2 separate regions of the Oryctolagus cuniculus genome follow, and region 2 is linked to region 1. A link is a contact called in public Micro-C data. All regions are on one chromosome and are shown on one strand. Each heading gives the region's core, a stretch centred on a gene start, on an enhancer-like site or on the middle of the called end of the contact. The rest is flanking DNA. Distances are from core to core; before and after follow the strand shown.

The links. Hi-C and Micro-C count contacts between places; a contact is called where the count stands out from the background.
Region 2: a contact with region 1 is called in a Micro-C map of ear pinna, with 1.7 times the contacts expected there. The contact joins the enhancer-like site here to the promoter of SNX18 in region 1. A contact is called at or near these places in 2 of 6 Hi-C or Micro-C datasets (ear pinna and liver).

The regions. Positions count from the first base shown.
Region 1 is chr14:75,299,531-75,304,082 of mOryCun1.1, reverse strand. SNX18 (sorting nexin 18) reads right to left here and starts at 2,372. Exons shown (of 8, transcript XR_011382047.1): 1 at 544-2,372.
Region 2 is chr14:75,357,388-75,361,939 of mOryCun1.1, reverse strand. All of the region lies in intron 1 of SNX18 (sorting nexin 18), which reads right to left. Among named protein-coding and RNA genes, the nearest start is that of SNX18, 58 kb to the right of the region's middle. Within about 2 kb of position 2,754, at least 1 of the 8 cell types and tissues checked has an H3K27ac peak or open chromatin away from gene starts, as enhancers often do. A contact at or near this core is called in ear pinna, where this site is marked.

The DNA of each region.
Region 1 (4,552 bases), core at 1,123-3,622:
TTTGCAAACAAGAAGTCTACACAAGAAGTCCCGTAAGCTGTCCCAGAGCAGAGAGGCCATCCCAGTTCCTCTGGGGCAGCAGGCCCTGCCTGAGCTGGGTGCAGGGGGAGAGTCCGATTTACTTACCTCGCAGGCACCCTTTCTTCCCACTCCTCCCTGGCCCTCTGATACCCACAGCTGAGTGACACCGCGGGGTTCAAACGCATGCCTAACAAGGCCTGGGTTTCCTGTTCCTTCTACCCTAGCCTCAAGACTGCAGCTCCTTATCCAAGGATCCGAACTCTACAATGACAGCACTGTCGTAAAAACACTAGGACTCTCCTGGGGCAAGTGCCCGCTCCCGGCCTGGAGGATGCCGGAAGGAAACAGCTACCTGTCGCACACTCCAGGGAAAAGTCCCTAGCCATCCTCGTCCCTGCTCCGCCCCCCCTCCCACACCTGCACAATGGGCCTGAAACCCACCTTGGTGCCCTGTCCACGTCACCCCTCGCGGCCTGAACCCCCGCACTCCGCGTCATCCGCTCTCCAGGCGCCAGCCTTTACCTTTCTGAACGTGGATGATGTCCGGGAAGTTGGCCAGGTGCCCCTGATAGAGCGCTAACAGGTCCATGACGGGGTCCAGGTCCTGCCTGGGCTGCTCGGCGAAGAGTTCGCCGATGGCGTCGTAGGCATCTCCGGTGAAGGCGATGGCCTGGTTGAGGCCCGCCGAGAAGGCCTGCTGGTCCAGCTCGAAGGCCTGGCTGAGGCCGCGGAAGGACTGGCCCACCTTCTGGTACTCCTTCTTGAAGCCCGTCACCTGCTTGCGCGCGAACTCGTTGGCCGTGTGGTTGAGCTGCAGCGCGCTGTCGTCCATCTTCTTGGTGAAGCACTTGAAGCCGTCGATCTTGCTCTCCACCTCCTGCAGGTCCAGCGCGGCGGCGGGCGGCGTGCTCAGCGTCAGGAAGAAGTTGGCGCCCACCATCTCGTCCTTCTCCGCCTTCCGCTTGCCCTGCTTCCAGGCCTTCTCGTCCGTGCTGCTCGGGCACGTCAGGAAGTGCTGGAAGACGTCGCACTGCGCCAGCACCGGGTGGCTGGCCATGTGGTTCATCCACCAGATCAGGCCCTTCCTGCGCTTGGAGATGAAGTCCTCCTCGAAGCGGCCCGTGGCCTGCTTCTCGGGCAGGTGCGGCACCGAGATGACCGGGAACTTCTCGGCCAGGCGAGCATACAGCCAGTCGAAGTGCTTGTAGCGCCGGTGCACCGGCACCTGCGTGTGCGTGGGCACCAGCTTGTAGGAGATGTAGCTCTTCATGCCCTTGAACTTGGTCTGCTTGGTGGGGTCGTCGATGGTACACTGGAACGGGTAGGGGTTCTCCTGCCACTCGGGGCCGTAGGGCCCCAGCACCACGCACAGCTTGTCGCCGTCTTTCACGAAGCCCGACGCCTCACCCAGCACGAAGGCCTCCCCGCCCGACTTGACGAAGGTGGAGAAGCGGTTGAGGTTGCGGCTCACCGTGGCCGAGCTCTTGGCCCCGGACGCGTGGTGCTGGGCGGGCGCCGGGCCCCCGCGCGCGCCCAGCGAGAGGTCGGAGCGCGTGGACAGGCGGTAGCGGCCCGCCGCGCCGCCGCCCGCCGACGACGAGCCGTCGAGGTCCGGGTAGGCGCCGCTGCCCAGCGCGCCCGGCTCGTCGGCCACCGTGGAGCTGTCGTCCCACTCGTCGTCCCAGTCGTCGTCGCTGCCCTGGCTGGCCTGGTAGCCGCCGCCGTACAGCGGCTGCTGGGGCGACGGCTGCAGGGCGCCCCCGCCGTACGGGAAGCCCGCGCCCGGCGGCTGGAAGGTGCTCGGCGGCGGCGCCTGCTGCGGCTGCAGCAGCGGCTGGAAGGCGTCGGCCGGCGGCTTGAAGGAGGCGGGCGGCGCGGCGGGCAGGGGCTCGAAGCCGCCCGGCGGGACGTTGGCGTAGCGGGCCGGGGCGCCCGGGCCGCCGTCGCCCGCCGGGCCGGGCTCGGGGGCGCGGATCACCTGCACGTATGAGGCCGGGAAGAGACCCCGGTCGCCGCGGCTGTTGACCCCCTCGAGCCAGCCCTCGATGTCCTGTTCGCTGCACAGGCTCAGCACCTCGTGCTCCCTCAGCGAGATCTCGCCCGGGTTCTCCGACCGAAAGTCATACAGCGCCCGGGCGCGCAGCGCCATGGTCCCGGCGCCCCGGGCGGGCGGTCGCGAGACCGGCGCCCTCTCGCCCTGGCCCGTCCGACGGGGCCCCGCGGTGCCGCCCGCGCCCGCGCCCTAGCCCCCTCGCGCGCGGACTGGAGCTCGGAAGGCAGCGCGCACCCCGCCGCCACGGCCAGCCGGTCGCGCCCTCCGCGCCGCTCGCAGTCCCGACTGCCGCTCTGGGCCGCCGCCGGCCGGGGGCGGGGCCCGCGGCCTCCCACGTCCCCAGCTGCGCTAATCCACGGCCGAGAGCCGCGTGCCAGGCGAGAGCAAGCGATGGCCGAGCCGCCGCGCGCTCCTTCCGGGTCCCAGATCCGCGGCGGCCACTACCCCCTGGTGGCTGCTGCTGCGAAGTGGCGCGCCGGGGTGGCAGCCCCGCCTCAGGAGGAGGTTTCTAATTGGGGTGAATTAGCGGAGACTTTTTTTTTTTTTAAAGGCTTTTAAGCTAAAAACGTTTCCTAGAAAGTACGCTTCATAAACCTTCCCTCTGTGAGCACTGAGGGAATGCTGCTGGAACAGCGCGAGCCACGCGTATAAAGAAGAATTTTGCAACGAATATCCGCGACTGCTGCAAGGAGAAAGGTGGCCTGGGCTGAGGGCTCTTGACGCTCCCTGACCTCTTCTGCTCGCTGGAGCTTGTTGGCCAAGAAGGCAGGAGATTGACAAGAGCCGGAGGGAGGAGCTAGAATGTGCAAAAAAGTAAGTGCACGGGAAGCTGGCATTTTGTATGTGTCCCTGTGCCCTCCTAGGATGAGTGTCCTGCAGGGAATGAGAGCTTAGCCTTCAGGTGGGGCTGCAGGGTTCCAGTACCTGTTCTGACGCTAGTTAGTGACCTTGAGCAAGTCGTTTATTTTGTACCTACCTCCCAGGGTCCTTGTGAGAATCCCCTAGTAATGTAATATATATATATATGTATTACATATGTATATATTACATGAATATATATATTCACACACATATACATATATGTAAATTGTTATGGGGCTGGATGTCTTTTGTTGGGTTTTTGTTTTTATTTTATATGAAAGGCACAGAGACTTAGCTGTTGCATCCACTGGTTCACTTCTCAAATGTCCTCAACAGCCAGGGCTGGGACAGGCTGAAGAAGCTGGCAGCCTGGAACTTTATCCAGGTTTCCCTTGTGGGTGGCAGAAACCCAAGTACTTGAACTGCCTCCCAGAGGGAGCATTGCAGGAATGCTGGGGCCAAAGCAGTGTAGTGGGGACTTGAACCAGACAGTACGATACAGGACACAAATGTCCCAAGTGGTGACTTAACCACTGCACCAGTGCCCTAGCGATGAGGACATGAACCAGTATACGGCACACACCGGGCGTGGTGAGTGCAGCTCAAGGGTTTGCTCCTGCTCTTGCTGCTGTCGTTGTTATTTGGGAAAACAAAAATCCCCGACTTCTTTCCTAGAGAGAAGGCGGCTGACAGAGTTGCAATTGCAGGGAGAATGAATTGGAAAGGGTCCCATGGGTCACACCCCCACTCCTAGCCTGAGGCCAGGGTCCATCCGTCTCCAGTCATCTCTAAGTCTCCATATCTTCACATGATTTTTAAGATAGGCAGATCAAAAATCACTTCCTGAAATATTAATCAGCCCCAGCTCCTGTAGTTGCCTTGTTCCCTATCCTCCTCTCCTTTAGTGTATAATTTGCCCAAAGCCTTTTCTTCTCATAATCCCCTCTTAGGAAATCTAGCCTAATTATTCCTTTGAAGACACCTCTAATTGGGGTTCTGCATTCATATATCATTAATTTCAGCCTGTCCTCTGACCCTTTTCAAGCAAATCTGGGAAACAGGCCAGAAGAGAATAGCATGATTAAAAAGGTTTAGGGTATACTCAGCAGCCTGCACAAAACCACAGACCCACTATGCCAGAATTGCTCACAGTGTTTATCCTAATGAAAAACCTTAATTCAATTCAGCAAGCAATTCTGAATTACCACATTTTTAGCGGAAAACTCTGGGTTATGATTATTTTCACAGTAAGCAACAGAAGTCACTGAATTTCAGTGCCAGCATTCTCTGTGGTCAGAAACTTGAAGTCAACATTGACCAAACACGGAGAATACGATTTGTTTCTCTGATGGACCCAGGAGAAGCTAACCCAGAATATTTAAACACGTGTAGTTTTACCCCTGCTATGCATTTTGGTAGTTGCTTTTTAGATGAAAGAGTTAATTACAGTAACTTCAGGCTTACTTCAGGTGTGAAATTCCAGTGTGGAAGGTGATGATTTGACAGACTGGTTGAGCTGCTTTGTAGAAGCAATGGTTAGGGTGTTTGTAGCACAGGTGCATCAGGACCTGCAGGTGTGCAGCTTTGCAGGGGTCAAAGCAAGAAGGCCTTTGTGTT
Region 2 (4,552 bases), core at 1,505-4,004, 57 kb before region 1:
TGGCCGCCACGGCTGGCGCACTGCAGCAGATCCCAAGCCAGGAGCCAGGTGCTTCCTCCTGGTTACCCATGCGGATGCAGGGCCCAAGCACTTGGGCCATCCTCCACTGCACTCCCTGGCCACAGCAGAGAGCTGGACTGGAAGAGGAGCAACCGGGACAGAATCCGGCGCCCAGACTGGGACTAGAACCCGGGGTGCCGGCGCCGCAGGCGGAGGATTAGCCTAGTGAGCCGCGGTGCCGGCCAGCATATAGATCTTTATAACCAGCCTCCTGAGGTCCCAGGTGACAGCCAGGAATCACTATCAGGTGCACAAGTAGGCAAGCCTGTCGAAGATTCCAGACACAGCTGTTGAGCCCCCCACAGCCCTCAAGTTACGCAAGCTGATGCTGTGGGAATAGCAATAAGTTGTTGCCACTGTGTGCTCCCTACATTGCAGGTGCATGAGGGGGAGAAATGGTTGCCAGCACTGTTGACCATTAGATTTAAGTGGTTTGTTATGCAGCCATTGGTAATTGAAGCAACTTGAAGTGGCTCTGGGCCACCTTTCCCATGCTGGATGTCTGGTTGCCGAGCTACTTCCTATCTCTTGAGTATAGGATATCAATTGATTTGGTTTAAATTGTTGCTTTGTCTGCCACTCATAGATGGAGTTGATCCACTTGATCCAATGTAACAGTCTCTTTCTGACTCTTCCTGTGTCCAGTCTCAGTTCTGAAAGCACGCTTACCCTCATCTTTGAAAAGTTTGGCTCTGCATAATTTCCCCAATATTCTGTCTTCAGCAGTGTGTCCCATTTCTGAAGAAATTTAGTCCAAATTCCTTAGCCTGATACCCAAGGCCATCGTTGCCCCAGCTCTACTGACCCCTTTATCTGTATCTCTGCTACTTCTGTAATGCAGACTTCTAGAATCATTGTCACTGCACCTCTGGGGGCATGGGCAACACATCAGGGGACAAAGTGCTTTAAATTTTTTCTTGATGGCACTTTAAATATTTTCACAAATTAATGAAAGCATCAATATTCACACACTATGAAACAGAATGCGACATTTACATACATGGTTCAGATTTTTTAAAAAATGAGGTCATTTCTTGTGGATGGGAGGCCAGTCCGAGCTACGCCCAGGGCTGCAGGTCACTACAGCCCTAGTAACAGGAGTGCTTTGGCATTCGATTTGAAAAGCTTGCATTCATTGCTTAGAGATGCATTCATCTGTGTGGTGAGAGCCAAGAGTAATTTAAACAGCAAGAAGTGAGGCAGTTAATCCACCGTGATTCAGGGGCTCTGTGATATCAGAGCCAGGGATTGTGGGGGTCCCTCAGCCCTTCCCTCAGGCTCTTCACAGGTTACTTCCTTGTGCCCTTCCTTTTTGCTTTCCAGAATGACTGCTATAGCACCAGGTATCAAGCCTGTGTTCGAGAGAGTTAAAAGACAGAAAAAATGATGGGGGGTTGCTAGCCCTGATTCCATTTTTATTATGCAAAGTATAGGCCTTCTCCAAGTCTTCAAGAGGTCTCTCTTTAATTCTCACTGGCCATAGCAGTCACACAATCACTTCTAGGTAAAAAGCAGGCAGGTGGGGCTGGTGCTGTGGTGTAGCAGGTTAAATCGCTGCCTGTGATGCCAGCATACCATATAAATGCCAGTTCGAGACCCAGCTACTCCACTTCAGACCATTAGCTCCCTGGTAACTCATCTGGGAAAGCAGTGAAGATGGCCCAAGTACTTGGGCCCCTGCCACCCATATAGGAGACCTAGATGAAGCTCCTGGATCCTGGATCCAGCCTGATCAGCCCTGGCTATTGCAGCCATTTGGGGAGTGAATCAGTGGATGGAAGATCTCCCTCTGCTCTCTGTCTCTCCCTCTTTCTAAAAGAAAGAAACAAATCTTTATCAAAACAATTTTTAAAAAGAAGGTAGCTTCCAAGAGTAAACCTATCACCTAGGCTGAGCAGGTTCCCTCTTTCTTTGAAAACAACAACATCAAGATTCTGCTAGCAAAGAAGAGGGAGTCTGCATCTTGGGGAGGCAATAGTGACGACAACAAGGTCCTTCCACAGCCAGGTTGGTTTTCTGATGATCCTGAACCTGACGTAGAGTCAGGGCCCCACAAAAACTTGTTATCATGTGGGGAGCAGAAATGGCTACTGCGCAGCACGGCCAGCGCCCCCTCCCCCCACCAACCACAGCCATCAAATGCATGCACAGTCCCCAGGGAGGGTCCTCCAGCCTGCCAAGACTCAGCACAATTATGAACCAAAGGAAGAGCCCCGCTCACCCAGACAGTGGCAAAGAGAACTCTACCCAGATAGAAAACACACATCTGTCCATGCGCCCCCTGAGAAGCGGGGACGTCACTGTGAGGGAGGGCATTTCCTGGAAACGTCACCTCCCAAATATTCAGAAATCGTGAGGGTGCCAGCCTACTCCAACAAGCCAGTCTTTAATGAGCACCTCCTCGTGGAGCACCGCCTTCTGGCATTTTTGTGTTGACATCAGAACGAAGACCTTAAAGGACTTATTTCCAGTGGTCTAGACAGTCGCATCCACAGTAGTGAAGAACCCTTTAAAGTGACAACAGCATGGCCAAGCATCTCAAACAGCCTTTATTTTCCCTGCAGGACCTTTTGGAGGAGACTTGTGGTCTATAGAAGAAAAGAAATGAGAAGCTGGCTGCTCCAACTTCCCACCCCTGGGGACAGGGAGGGGCACCATGGCTCCTTTCCACGGTCACCCCTGCCTGCCCTTCTGAGTAGAGGAAGTCACAAATGGGGCAAGCAAAGAAAAGAGAGAATTGAACTCTAGAAAGGAAACGCAGGAGGCCTCATCCAACCCCAAACTCATAAAGGGACGGCAGGAAAGGCCCAGGAGGCTTGAGCCCTGTAATGGTCGGGTAGGTTTCCGTCCCCGACTGCCAAGATTACATTTCTGAACCGTTTCCTAACGCTTGGCAAAGATGCTTGGATGTTTCAGGCTCCTTTTGTGACTGGGGAACTGGAACTATTGCATCTGTAAACAACGGATTTTAACCTTTTTTTCCTATGATCACTTTCATTTAAAACTATTTGTAGTTTTATAGAAATGCTTCTTTTGACTAGGCAGCTTTCCAGAAAGGACAAGACTTTCTCTTATTTGGAATCCTGTAATATAATGCCTGCAGGTGACCAGTGTTTGCATCTCCTGATACTCTCTTGCAAGTGGTGACAAGTTAATCAATATTTACTGAATGCTAACTCTGTGTTAACTATCCTAGGTCCTACAGGAGATCAAGAAATTCTATGAGAGAGATAAAGAGACAGTCAGTTAATGGCATGGATTATAATCTCATGCTAATTATTGAACTGCATTTCTCAAACCATCTAAGGCTGATTACATATATGTCGATTAAGTTCAATGGCTTCTGTACCTATGAAATGATGATGACATACAGCTATGGGAGCTGTGTTTGTTTCCTAAAACTGCTGAAACAGAGCTCTTTCCACAAAAGATGGCAGCTAGACATTTATTCCCTAAATGTCCCAGTTCTAAAGGCTGGAAGTTCAAAACTAAGATGTTGGCAGCACCATGATCCCTTGAAGGCTCCTGGGGATGGCCTTTCCTTGGCTCTTGCTAACTTCTGACATTGCAAGCAATCTTTGGTGTCTCTTGGCTTGTAGATGCATTACTCCAGTGTTTGCCTTTATCCTCATGTGATGCTCTCCCTGAGTATCTGTACCCAAATTCCCCTCTTCTTATAAGGAAAACAGTCATTAGACTAGCCATTCCCTGCCCTGCCCTGCCCACCTGATCCATGTGACGTCATCTTAGCTTGATTGCACCTGCAGAGACCTCATTTCCAATTAAGCTCACATTCACAGGTACTAAGGACGAGAACTTGAACATATCCTTTTAGGGTATGCAATTCAATCCAGCAGACTTCCCATGTTCCATTAAAATTTTTAAAAATAGGTGGCCAGCATTTTAACACACAGCTGAAAATTCCTTGGGAATCCTGGGCTTGTTACTGTTTTGATCAAAATAGTATGGCAGAACTGACATCAAAGGCCTTCCACAGCCACACAACTTTACCTTGTTCACTAGAACCCATTCACTGGGAAACTGGAGCCACCAAATAAAAAATCCAGGGGCTGGCGCTCTGGCGTAATGGGTCATGCCACTGCCTGCAGTGCCGGCATCCCATATGGCATCAAGTCCTGGCTGCTCCACTTCCAATCCAGCACTCTGCTATGGCCTGGGAAAGCAGCAAAAAATGGCCCAAGTCCTTGGGCCCCTGCACCTGTGTGGGAGACCCAGAAGAAGCTCCTGGCTCCTGGCTTCGGGATGGTACAGCTCTGGCCATTGCAGCCAATTGGGGAATGAACCAGCAGGTGAAAGATTTCTCTCTCTCTCTCTTTTTTTCTCTCTATGTGTATCTCTGACTTTCAAATAAATAAATAAATCTTTAAAAAGCCCAAATACCCTGAGGTCACCATATTGTGAGAAGCCCAAGACACACATACAGATACTTAGGTCAACAACTGAGTCCAGAATTCTAATGATCCCAATCCAG